Regions from separate parts of the Sus scrofa genome. Here region 1 is linked to region 2. A link is a contact called in public Hi-C data. All regions are on one chromosome and are shown on one strand. The core of a region is the stretch at or near the end of the contact, and the rest is flanking DNA. Distances in the headings are between cores, read along the strand shown.

The links. A called contact is a pair of places that touch in the nucleus more often than the background predicts.
Region 1: a contact with region 2 is called in a Hi-C map of liver, with 3 times the contacts expected there. The contact joins the promoter of NUDT16L1 here to the promoter of UBALD1 in region 2. A contact is called at or near these places in 10 of 47 Hi-C or Micro-C datasets (embryonic fibroblasts, fetal liver, heart right ventricle and 3 more) and 2 of 2 datasets of contacts at active chromatin or transcription factors (alveolar macrophages and skeletal muscle).

The regions. Positions count from the first base shown.
Region 1 is chr3:37,691,968-37,698,121 of Sscrofa11.1, reverse strand. It overlaps NUDT16L1 (protein syndesmos), which reads left to right and starts at 3,469. Exons shown (of 4, transcript XR_002342434.1): 1 at 3,469-5,843; 2 at 5,919-6,154. It overlaps MGRN1 (E3 ubiquitin-protein ligase MGRN1), which reads left to right. Exons shown (of 17, transcript XM_021086677.1): 16 at 603-647; 17 at 1,954-3,319. The coding sequence ends at 643.
Region 2 is chr3:37,748,916-37,755,139 of Sscrofa11.1, reverse strand. It overlaps UBALD1 (UBA-like domain-containing protein 1), which reads right to left and starts at 1,878. Exons shown (of 3, transcript XM_021086690.1): 1 at 997-1,878. The coding sequence starts at 1,116.

The DNA.
Region 1 (6,154 bases), core at 2,220-4,719, 59 kb after region 2:
GGCTAGGCCGCCGGCTCTGCGCACTGCGGGGCCTGGATGGGGCTGGCTCTGGATGCGGGAGCAGAGCAGGCTGTGTCCACGCCCCGCGAGCACAGGGGTGGCGGGCACGCAAAGCGCTGTGAGTCGCACACGTCGGCGCCCTCCTTCCTCCCAGATCTTCTGCTTGGTGCAGACCCCGAACCCCTCCCACTTGGGCGTGTGTTTTTAAGAACGCAGCACGCGCGGGGCTCCACTCCTGTTACCCACCGCGCGGCGGCGAAGTTAGGGACTCTGAGAGCGCCCCCGGCCCCAGTGGATGGGAAAGGGAGGGGGGCGGAAAGGCCGCGGTCGGACGCCAGCTGTCCCCGCCCCCGAGGGTGGGGCGCTTCCGGGCTCCGCCCCAACTGGCCCCGCCCCCTTCCCCGCGAGGTCCCTGGGCCGAGTGCCTGCGCGTCAGTCTCCGCTGTGTCAGCACAGGCTTGTGTGGGCGTCTGTTTGCATCATACGCTGTCCGCTCCGCCCGCCCGGGCATCTCGCCTGCAGCGGTGCCTCTGCCCCGGGGAGCACTGTTCCCTCCGAGCGCTTTGCTAACCGAGCTTCCATCTCTCTCCTCCTCCGCGCAGCCCTGGGGCCCGGCTCCTGCTCCGGTGCTTTAGAGGAGTAAGCTGGTACGTGACGCCTTCGCACGCGGGGCGGGGGGCTCTGCACGCGGCCTTGGCGGGGAGCCCGAGAGAGGACCCCGTTGCCCTCCTCTCCTGCCCCGCCAGGGGTCCTTCCCGTCCGGGGGCTTCTGCCCGTCTGGGGTCTTCCACATCTGTGTCTTCTCCGGGCCCGGGCTTCTGAGTCCAGGGGCCTGCCTCTGGCTTCCCGAGCCGGAGGCCTTCCCGTCTGGACCCGGTGGCCCGGGCAGGCCGCGGCTGACGTCCGACTTGTCCCCCCACCCGCCGGGGAACCTCCCGGCGCACTCTGAGGGCGGCCGGTGCGGGGCCCCGTGAGATTGTCTTGCCCCCTCCAAGGAGGCGCCTTCTCCCCGGGCGGCTGTACAGAAGGCAGATCCCCAGGGTGCCCCCACAACAGGCAGGCGCCTGCGGACCCCCGCCCTGCTGGGACGCAGGGGGGTGGAGGACCTGGGGGTGGAGGTTTCCGGTGTCCTGTCCGCTGCCCGAGCCAGGCCCGCGTCTGCCCTCCCTGCGACCCGCTCTGTCCGTTCCCGTCTTCCTTCAACGCTTCTCGGACTGGTCTGACCCCCTGTTGAAATAGGACCTGACACATGCATGCAGGTGGCCCCAGCCTCATGGTGGTGTCACTTAGTAAAGATCCTGGAGGTAGGAAGCGGGTCACACGCAGCCGCCCAGGGCGCTGTTCCCCTGGCAGAGCTGGCTTCCCACGTGCAGCCACAGCCTCTAAGAAAGCAGTCCCTTCCCCAAGTCACTGAGGGTCTGTCCCAGGCCGCGAGGGCTCCTTTGTTCGCCATTTGAAGCCGCCCCAGAGCCCGGGTCAGCGGGCCCTGTGAGCTGTGCTGTTCCTGTCGCACAAGCACTCCGGGGGCCTGAGCCCCTCGCAGGGTCCTGGAAGCAGCTGGGGGGCGGGGACAGCAGAGGCCCCTGAGCCAGGCCAGCTGGGGCTGCGCTGGGCCCTGCTGGGCACTCAGACCCCACTGTTCCCTCCACCTGGGTCAGCTGAGCCCCAGCCGAGCCCAGCGGGAAGGCACTGCGGGACAGCGGCCCCCAAGAGCCGGGGAAGCACAGAGAGGGCCGGGTGGGGGACCCAGGGTGGCTGCCCCAGGCACCCCATTGTCTTCTGATGCAGGGCTGCGGCTCTTTGCTGCGACAGACAGCCCCCCGGGGCCCTCTGGGTGCCCAGCCACGGACACAGGGTCAGCCGGAGAGAAGCCCGAGCCCAGCGGGTCAGGGGAGCGGGGTGTCAGGACAGTTCGGCCCAGCGTGACCCCCCTCCCTGTCCCCCTGCCCGCAGGATGGTCCACCTCCATGGAGACGCCCCGCAGCCTGCACACCACCGGGCCCCCCCGGCCTCCACTTGGTGGCCCCAGTCCTGACCCTGGGGCCGCCGAGCTGACCCCACTCTGAGAGCCTGGCCTGGCTCCCCGGACTTGGCCGAGGGCCGTGGACTCCAGCGCAACCCCTGGCCTCTCCAGTCTGCAAGTTCTGCGTGGTCACTGGCTGCGAGGAGCTGTGTGACCCTTGACCGAAGAGCACAGTTGACTGTCCCCTCTGACGACCCTTTTTCTACAGTCCATGTATTTGTAAATGGTACAAGATGAAGGACAGTGGCTTTCTGTCCCGGGCGCTGAGCTCTGGGTCCTTCCCAATGCCCCGGGGCCGGGCACCCGTGTGCAGCCTCACCCAGCCCCCGAGCCGTGGCGGCCGATGCCCGGGAACTGAGGGACACGCTGGAGAAGAGGAGTTCCTGGGCGGTGAGGTGCTGCCTTCACGGGGACGCGCGGGGCCCCTGGAAGGAGAGGAGGTGGGGTCTGAGTCTCAGGCCGGGAAGGAGACTGCCCCTGCCCTCCCCCTGCACAGCTTGGCGAGGCTCGGCCAGGTTTGGGTCTGGGCATGGGCGGTGTGGTGCCTGAGAGCCCTTCCCAGCGGCAGCTTTGCCCACGGCACCAGACCCTCTGGGCCGGGGCTCTGCTCGGCGAGCGGCACGCCATCACCTGCTCTGGAAGGCGCTGGTGGCTTCTCTGCTCCCTCTGCCGTAGATGGCACTGAGAATTTGCTTTGATTTGTTCCCGTCTGGGGCTCCTGTGGCGGGATGTCCCTGGGGACGAGGGCCCCATGTGAGGTGACCTCGCCTTCTCTTAAAGACAAACTTGCGGGCAACAGAAAGGCAGACAGCGTGCTTGGCCCTGGTGCCTCTGGATGAGAGCTGCCCCAGTGGGACCTTAGCCTGGCGGCGGCGGGTCTGCACTCCCCGTGCCAGCGCTTTCCTAGCAGGTGGGAAGGATGGTGCTGGGCAGCCGACCACACAGCCTGAGGCTCTGATGAGTGGGGTGCTCGGAATGGGCGCCTCCTTCTCTCTCCAGTTGAGCCTATGAACAGAGGCCACACTGCAGGCGCCCTGCCTCCCGTCCTGCCCGCCGTGTGCTCGTGGGTGCACAGATGCCACACACGCACATGACCGTCTCCCTCTCCTCACCCCTCTCCTCTCACTGGCCAACACCCCCCGCCTCTCACCATTGGTTTTGGGGCCAGTAACTGAAGGGCGGGGTGCAGACTGGCCTGTCTTGGACTTAACACGTGCTACCATTTGATGTACTCTGATTGGCTAGTTTTTGTTCGTTTTTACTGTATATTTATAGTAATAAAATCATGCAGCAATATCCTATTCGCTTTTCCCTCCATGCACAGCTCCACAGGACTGGGTTGTTTCTCGGGAGGCAGGACAGCTGAGTGGCAGCTCTGACACACTCAGAGCAGCGCAAGTGCCTGCTTGTGGCTGCAGCCACTGTTCCCTCATGTGTGATGTGACATAGGACTTCCGGGAGGGCGTGAGTGCTGCTGCTTGTTATTCTTGGGGTCGGCATTATGCTGATTGTCGGGTTGGAGCAAAGGGGAGGGACCCTTGGGACTTGGCTCTGTTTCCTGAGCAGGTGGAAGAGCCCAGGCCTCCAGCTATGCAATTGCTTTGGCCGTAGCCGTCGCTAGTTCCTCTTGCCGCCGTGAACTGAGTGCCTGCTGTGCCAGCAGAAAGCAGAAGGCGCCAGGCCCCTGGGAGCCTGCGTTCTAGTCAGTGAGATGCTACGCAAGTGATTCAGGTCTAACCACATGTGATTACAGTTAGGAAGGGGGTCGGTGGCTAACGAGGTGGTGCTGATTTAGCCTGTGTTTGGGGAGGGCTTCTGTGATACGTTTCAGCTGAGCCCTAAAGGATGCCAAGGAGCTGGGCCTGGAAGAGCACCCCAGGCAGCTGGCTCAGCAAGTGCAAAGGCAGGAGTGGGTCTACTGTGTCCACGGAGTGGCTGAAGTGTCAGAGCTGGGGTGTGGGGTGCAGACACTTTGTGGGGGCCCAGTTTTGCCCTAGGAGCAATTGGAGGCTGCTAAGCAAGGGAGCGACTTTCTCCAGCTGTCCTCGGGGGAAATGGATTGGAGGGCAGGTTTGGCTGCCAGGACGCTGGAGCCCAGCTGGGGCCCTCTGCTCAGCCTGAGCTCCCCTGACCAGCAAGCAGCCTCTGCATGGGGAGAGGCTGGTGCCCCAGCACGCCCACTGCAGCACTGCCCGAACCACGGCCAGCCAGCAGTGCCCTCTGACTCAGGCACTCAAGGGTGGAGCCAGCCTTCCTAGCTGGCCTGGCCCTGCCCCAGGGAAGGCCTGCCAACCTCGGGGGTCCCCGGTCTGCCACGGTCTCGGTGTGGAAAAGGCCTTTCAGTCACACAGGTTTTTGCATTGGCTGCACTGGGTCTCCCACCACGGGCCCACCTCCTTTATTAATGCCTGAGGCGAGCCTTCAAACACCTTTATTTATTAATGCCTGGGTCCTTCCCTTCAAACACCTTTAGTCTCCCTAGAGTCTGGCCTCCCACTGCCAGCTGCGGCTGCCTCCCTGCTGCGGCAGCCCCAACCCTGGCAGAGGACCACGCGGGGGGAAAATGGAGCTTGGGCTACCTGATGGAGTGAGTAGCACCACAGAACCCGGGGGAGCCTGCTGCTCTGCCGCAGCTGCTGTTTCTGATGCTCCGGAGCCGTAGTGCCTGCCTTCTCCGGTACAGACGCTGGTAAGTGACTCAGGCCCTCGTCCCCAGAAGCTGCACGGTTTTCTGCGCGGACACTGGGTAGGAGAGGTGGAATTCGAGGGTAGGATCCTGGCTCTCACAAACTGCTGGGTGCCCTCAGGCAAGTCCCGTTCATCTGAGCCCCAGGTTCCTAAAGGGGGGAGTACCTGGCCTATATGGCCCCTGACACGGGTATTTGGGCGCTGCGCTGGGAAGCTCCCTGCCCGGAATCTAAATCACTTCTGCCCCAGCAGGCTGGATTCAGGAAGTCCCCGAGTTCCTCACCGCCCACCCCCAGTTCAGGGCTGGGCTGGACTCGGGGGGTAGCTGGACTCTGCCAGGCTGTGTTTAACCGGCAGCAGAACCATGGGCTGGCATTGTGCCTCCTGGCCGCAAGGCTCGGCTGAGCCCCCTGGGGCAGGCAGGGGGCGCCCGCACGCCCAGGGACAGGCGCCAACCCGGCCTGGAGCTGACGGTGGGAAGCCGGCGCGGCTGTGCTCCCGAAGAGGCGCGGGGGAAGGCGGAGGGCAGTATAATTGCTAGGGCTTTCCCTGCCCTCTTCTAGACGCGCAGTTTGAGTCCAGACTCCACAGGCTGCACCGCCTGCAGGTAGCGCCCCAACCCCGCAGGCGCCGCGCGTCTGGGAACCCGAATCCGAATCTGCGCTCGGCTCGTGCGGGCTCGGTTGTCGCGTTGCATCTTGGGCCTTGTGGTTTTCTAGGATCGTGGGCGGTGCCGGTTCGGGGTGCGCGGCTGTTGGGTGACAGCTGGGCGCGAACCGCCTTCCCCTTTGCGCACGCCCCTCCCGCTTCGCAACGACGCCTCTGAGCGTCGCGATGGGCTCGGCCCCGGCGCGGGTCAGCGATTGGCGGAGGAGCGGGGCCCAGGGGCGCGGCTTCCCGCGGATTGGTTGGGTGCGGCGGGGCGGGCCCGCGCATGCACTTAAGGGGCGGTGTCTGGGCGGCGGTGGGTAGTGCCAAGATGTCGACCGTGGCAGTCCCGGAGCTGAAGCAGATCAGCCGGGTGGAGGCGATGCGTCTTGGGCCGGGCTGGAGCCATTCGTGCCACGCCATGCTGTACGCTGCAAACCCCGGGCAGCTCTTCGGCCGCATCCCTATGCGCTTCTCGGTGCTGGTGAGGACGCGGGCAGGCGGGCGGGGACCGGGCGCCACTCGGACTCGCGCCCGTGACCCTGACGCTCCCTTGCAGATGCAGATGCGTTTCGACGGGCTGCTGGGCTTTCCCGGGGGCTTCGTGGACCGGCGCTTCTGGTCATTGGAGGACGGACTGAACCGGGTGCTGGGCCTGGGCCTGGGCTGCCTGCGCCTCACGGAGGCAGACTACTTAAGCTCACACCTGACCGAGGGCCCGCACCGCGTCGTGGCGCACCTGTACGCGCGGCAGCTGACGCTGGAGCAGCTGCACGCCGTGGAGATCAGCGCGGT
Region 2 (6,224 bases), core at 629-3,128:
CCCTAGATACCGTCCTGAGTTATTTCTGGGCCGGCTGACTTAGGGAAGGCCAGGTGGCCTCCTGGCAACACAAGCCCTGGGCACTAGTGTTCTGTGGGTCCAAGAGGCCTGGGGAGGTGGGGGCCAAGCTGGGGCAGCCCCACCTCCTGCCCAGCTGGCTGAAAACTACTGAACCGTGTACACGATGCCATGGTAGAGTCACTAGCCAGCACAGAGAAGGGAACCTGGACAAGCCTCTGAAGCAGGGCACACAAATGCCGTCCCGTAGCTGTAGTGTGCGCTCCGACACACCACCTGTACACTCGTGTGCACATGCGTAAGCACCGTTTGCAAAACGGCGACCAGTGTGTACACGGAACACACCCTCCCCCCCCACCCGCACCCGTGCCCCGGGTGGACTGCGTGTTTACACGTGCCCACACGTAGCGTGGCGCGTGCGTAAATACAAATGCACATGTACGTGGACACGCGGCACCGGGCTGCCCATCCAACACACAGACCGTCAGACCCACACACGGCGGGCAGCTGCGCCCGCGGGCTCGGGGCTCCCATATCCAAGGTGGGGGCGGCGAGGGCCCGGCTCAGGCCAGTGCTGGGGCGTCCTTCTTCCTGCCGCCCGCCCAACTGTCCGTCGGGGCCTCGGCGCCGCCTCGCCTTGGCCATTACCAGAACAAAACGCGGGGCGGGGGGATCCCCGTAACCCGGCCGCCGGGGAATGGGGGGGCGGGGATTAGGAGCCAGGCTGCCCCTCCCGCCCACCCGGAGCGGGCTGCGTTTCCGGGGGCCGCGTAGACACGGCCGCGCAGCCGGGCCTGACCCACACGCCGCGTGTGCGCGCTGGGGCCCGGACGCCGGGGCGCGCGACCGCCGGAACACCGGGCCGAGTGCGCGGGCCCGGCCCCGGCACAGCCGCACGTGTCCACACCGGCCCGCACACACCCCGCAGCACGCGCCGCCACGGGGGACGGACACCCGCGCCCCGGCCCGGCCGCGCACCTCAAACTGCCAGTGGGCCGCCTGCAGCAGCTGCTTCGCCTGGTCGGCTGCGCAGCCCGCCGTCAGCACGAACTGGTTGATCATGACCTGGTGCTTGAGCTCGTCCATGTTCACGGACATGGCGCCGCCGCCGCCGCCGCCTGCCCGCTCCGGCCTCCAGCCGCCGCGCGCTCCTCCGCCTCACGCGTCCACCATTAGCGAGCCGGCTCCGGCTAATACAAATATTTACTGTGCGGCTCTGACTCACCGAGCCTCGCCTCACTCCGGGCCGCGGGGGGCATGCTGGGAGATGTAGTCCCGCGCCGCTTCCGCCTCGCCCGGACGGGAGCTGCAGGCCGGGCCGGCCCGAGGGTGTGTCTGAACATTGGGCGCCTTTTGCGTACAGGACCAGGACGAGCACGCAGCTCTGGGGGCCCCGCGCCCCATCCCCGACACTGAGGAGGGGTCCGGAGGCGAGGACTCCAGACTGCATGGGCGCAAACGCGGGTCGCAGGATATTGGCTAGGACCCGAGGATCCCGACCCCCAGGGTGGTTGGCAGCCCTCTGTGTCGAGCGGGCGCACTATTGGGCAGTGGGGTGGGGGGAGAAGTTGGGATTTTGGTACAAATCGGCAGCACTAGGGCCGTAAGACCCAGAAGGCCTGGCACACAGTGGGCGCTTATATAAATACCCGTTCAGTGACTGAATGAATCTGCCCTTCAGAGTTCTGCCTAAAGTCACAGCCTCCAGAAAGCCTTCCGAGTCTCCCCAGCACAGAGTCCAAGCTCGCCTCGCCCACTCGCGACGCGGGTCCCTCCCCGGCCTGGCGCTCAACCAGGCTCACAGTAGGCTCGATGTACGGCTGAGGAAGGGAGGGCGGCCTAGGGGTACTCTCCGCTCAAGGTTCCCACTTTCCCACGCAAAATCTCGTGCGCTTTGCCGGAAATCTCGGCTTTCAGACTGCGGGCGCCAGGACCGCGCGGAGCCAGTTCCGGGATGGCCCTGAACTCCAATTCCCAGAATGCCTCGGTTTATTTGCATCTTCAGTCCTGAGTGACGTCAAGTGAGTGAGGCCGCACCTTAGCCAATGGGCGGTCGCGCGGTGTTAGGACCTGGCCATATAAGGTAAACAAAGCTGGCCGCCCAATGAGGCAGCGGCGGGGGCGGGCGGGGGCACGTCACGTGGATGGCGGGGGCGGGGTTGAAGAGCGCTCGGGGGTGGGGTGTTGCGGGCTGTGTTTACAGCTCCGCACGCTCGTCTTCCGGTTGACGTCTCAGATCTGGTGTGCGGGGTGCCTGGCGGATTCGGAACTGGCGGGAGGGGTGGAAGGCTCAGTCACCTCCGCCCAGAATGACCTTATCCAGATTCCTCTCGCTCCCTGGCCCCAGTTTCATTAGACGAGAAGCTATTTATTGGGTCCTTACTCTGTGCCTGGTCCCAGGTACAGAGAACAAACTCTAAAAAAGGGTGGGCTGGGGGCAGGGGTGGGGGCATGCGTCAAAATTCCCAGGGACAGGTGTTCTCTTGTGGTGCAGCGGGTTAAGGAGCTGGCGTTATCACCACTGTGGCTCGTATTACTGCTGTGGCAGGGGATCCCCCTAGTCCAGGAACTTCCACTCGCTGTGGGCTTGGCCAAAAAAAAAAAAAAAAAAAAAAATTCCAAGGGCAGATGTAGAAAGCTTGGGCGGTGCCCTCAGGAAGGAAACCGGCACAGGCCCTGGAGGTGGTGGGTTAAAGGCCAGCCATAGAGGGCCTTCAATAGATCTGATCCAGTGTCCGCATTAGGGTCACTGTGTCTGAACATTGTGGAGACCAGATGTGGGGGGGAGGTCCATTCCAGTTCAGGTGATGTCCTGGGTGTGTCTGGTTCCAGGGCAGTCCGTCTCTGCTCAGGGCCTTGTTGCAGAATTGGATTGAACAAAAGCACTGTCCCACCCGGGGGCAGGTGCATGGAAGGAGGACTTGCAGTGCTCTCTGAAGAGCGCTTCGTGGGTCCCTGAACTCTTCCAGGGAGGGTTATCTTTGGCTGGTGGGAGGGCCATTGTGGGGGACTAGTGGACTAGACCTGAAATATCCCAAGTTATGGGGGCTTGGGCACTGGTATGGGGGGGTGTGAGGGGGGGCTGGAGCCCACCTCTTTGTTCAGTGGATTAAGGATCTGGTGTTGCTGTGAGCTGTGGTGTAGGCCGACAGCTGCAGCTCTGATTGGACCCCTAGCCTGGGAACCGCCATATGCCACAGGTGCAGCCCTAAAAAGACAAAAGACAAAAAAAAAAAAAAAAAGAATGGCCTTTCACCTTTACAAAACATCATACATGACTTAATGCAGCCAAAGCACTTGGCACAGCACGGGGGTAGGCGGCTCTAAATGTAGTTACTGCTACATCCTTACCACTGGGACAGTAAGGCATGGTGGAAGGTGAGCAGGCTCTGGAGCCAGACAGACCTAAGTGTCAGTCTCGACTCTGCCACTTAATGATTCTGATGTTAGGACATGGTCCTCCGGCTCTAAGCTTCAGTTTCCTCATTTGTGAAACCCAAGGTAAGAGCTCAGAGCTCTCCCAGGACTGCTCTGGCAGATTAATGCCAGTGAGGTGCTTGGCATGGGCTTGGTGCTCGGAGCACCATTTCTTTGCCTCCACCCGGACTGCTCTAGGGGACCCAAGCCCCATTTTACAGATGAGGAAACCGAGGTTGGAATCCAAACCTCTTTACACTCTTGACAGTGTTCAGAGCCCGTGGAGGAGAGCAGGCGCCCAGTGAGCAGCAGGTGTGTTTCTGGCAAAGGAGGATGGGCACTGCCCTGGCAGGACCCACTGGGGGCTTTTCTTGCTTAGCGAGAGAGGGAGTACCTTCGCTCAGGTGCCTGCCTAGACCTGCCCAGCCCAGAAGGAGCTCTTCCAGGCCAGCCAGCTGCCTGGGGTGGGGCAGTGGGGTAGTAGGAGCGAAGGTCCGCCCTCTCGCCCCTACGGCCCCCCAGCCAGCTTGTTTTTCCAAGGGCAGCAGGGAATGAAAAACAAGCTTGTTTGCAGCCAGGATCAGCCTGGCTAGAGGGTGGACTTTGGATTTCTTAACAGGCTTGGATGGGGCCTGACAGTCGGGGTCAGTAGATGGGGGAAGGGAGGGATAAAAGGCATTTGGGGCAGTGCCTTCATCTTATCTGAAGTCCAGGGAGATTGAGGACCTTGCCAGAGTTGGAGGGCCCAGAGCCCTGCATTCCTTCAGTCACTCCACGGATGTGTTTATCAGGCATCCACTGGGTCTGGGAAGACAGGAATGCATCAGCAGCAATCCTGCTCCCTCAGGAGGCTCGTGAAGTCTAGACTTGAAGGACTCCTAACTAGGAAGCCATGAAGTGGGTCTGTCTTTATGACTCCAAGGACCAGATGCTGGCTGACGGAGGGGCCTTGAGGTCTGGGCCCTTACTCCTGACCTTACTCCTCACCTCTGCACCCCAACCCTCCTGCCTCCTTGACTCTAGCCACACTGGGCTTTGAGCTCATGGATCTCACTCAGCTCCGCAGGGCCTTTGCACATGCTGTTCTCCCTGCCTGGAACCTAGGCTGACCTACTCCTTCAGAGTTTGCCTGGTTGGTTCTTACTTGTACTTCAAGTCTGGGCTTACATATCACCTCCTCCGAGAAACCTTCCCTGACTCCCTTATCAATGGTACGCCGGTCCTGGTGTTTCATGGCACCTTAGTCCATTCCCCTATAACACCTTTTTTTTTTTTTTCTTTTTGCCTTTTCTAGGGCCGCTCTCATGGCAGATGGAGATTCCCAGGCTAGGGGTCTAATCAGAGCTGTAGCCACTGGCCTACGCCACAGCCACAGCAACGAGGGATCCAAGCCACGTCTGCGACCTACCCCACAGCTCACGGCAACGCTGGATCCTTAACCCACTGAGCAAGGCCAGGGATTGGACCTGCAACCTCACGGTTCCCAGTCAGATTTTTTAACCACTGCGCCACGATGGGAACTCCCTACAGCACCCATATTTTGTATTTTTATACACTTGTTCTCCTTTCATGTCTGTTTCTCACTAAACGTTCCATATCTGTGGGTTTTACCATTTAATCTCTATGCCTGGCTCATTGCTTTTTACATAGTAGCGTGATAAATATTTGTTGAATAAAAAAATGAATCAGCCAAGATGTTGATAATAGAACCAGGATCAAATCAGAAAGGTCCTATCTCCAAATAGTGGGTGGAGAAGCACAGAACCATACACTTCAAGTCCAAAGCTCTTTTGAGAGGAGTATGTAATTAATCAGACATCCAGCCCATGGAAACGGCTGCCCTGGCCCACGATCCATAGGGAGGACGTGCTCTTAGGGTTGTTTTTCAGCCAGAACATCTGGGCCCTTAGTATCCTCCTCCCCTCCCCTCCAAACAGGGAGCCTGGTAAATTGGATGCCGTGTTGGTATATCTATTTATGTATATATGATTCAACAGTGTTATGTGATTCAACAGAAAGCCTTTTAAAGGAAGAGAAGAAAGGTCACATGGGATGGGGGTGTCTTCAGGCCCATCTGGGGGCAAGAGACAAGAAATCTGGCACTTGAGGGTACCTGTCTCGGGTGGGGGTGGGTAGGGGTGGCAGGAGAGCGTGGCATTAAAAGGAGTGGCCTGGGTCAAATTCCAGCTGTATTACCACTTATCTACTATGCAAGCTGAGTGGGATACTCCACGTTGCCTAGCCTCTTTCCCCTTCAGTAAATTGGGAATGAAAATAGAACCTACGACAGAGAATTAAAAGAGAGGATATGGAGTTCCTGCTGTGGCACAGTGGGTTAAGAACCTGATTGCAATGCCTCTGGTTGCTTCGGAGGCGCAGGTTCACTCTTGGCCAGGTGCAGTGGCTTAAAGGACCTGTAGGTTACAGCTGTGACTTGGATTTAGTCCCTGGCCCAGAAACGTCCATATGCTGCAGGTGTGGCCTTTAAAAATAAAGAGGAGATGTGTGTTTAGCCCTCAACACCAATGTCTAGCACATAGTAGGGGTGCAGTAAATGGGGATCTTGGGTGCAGGGCAGAAAGTTTAAACCGAGCTTCCCCAAGACCTGGATTCTCCCTCATAATCACACAAATCCCTCACCTCCGTTTTTATTTTTGGCTTTCCAAGTCTCCTGAAAATAGGAAGGTTATATTCTGGATGGGTTCTGGCCTCTAGGAAGCTGTAGGGCTCACTTTAATGCCAACTGTGGTGAATTTACCATCTGAGACTCTTAGCCAGCCTCTGCCCTC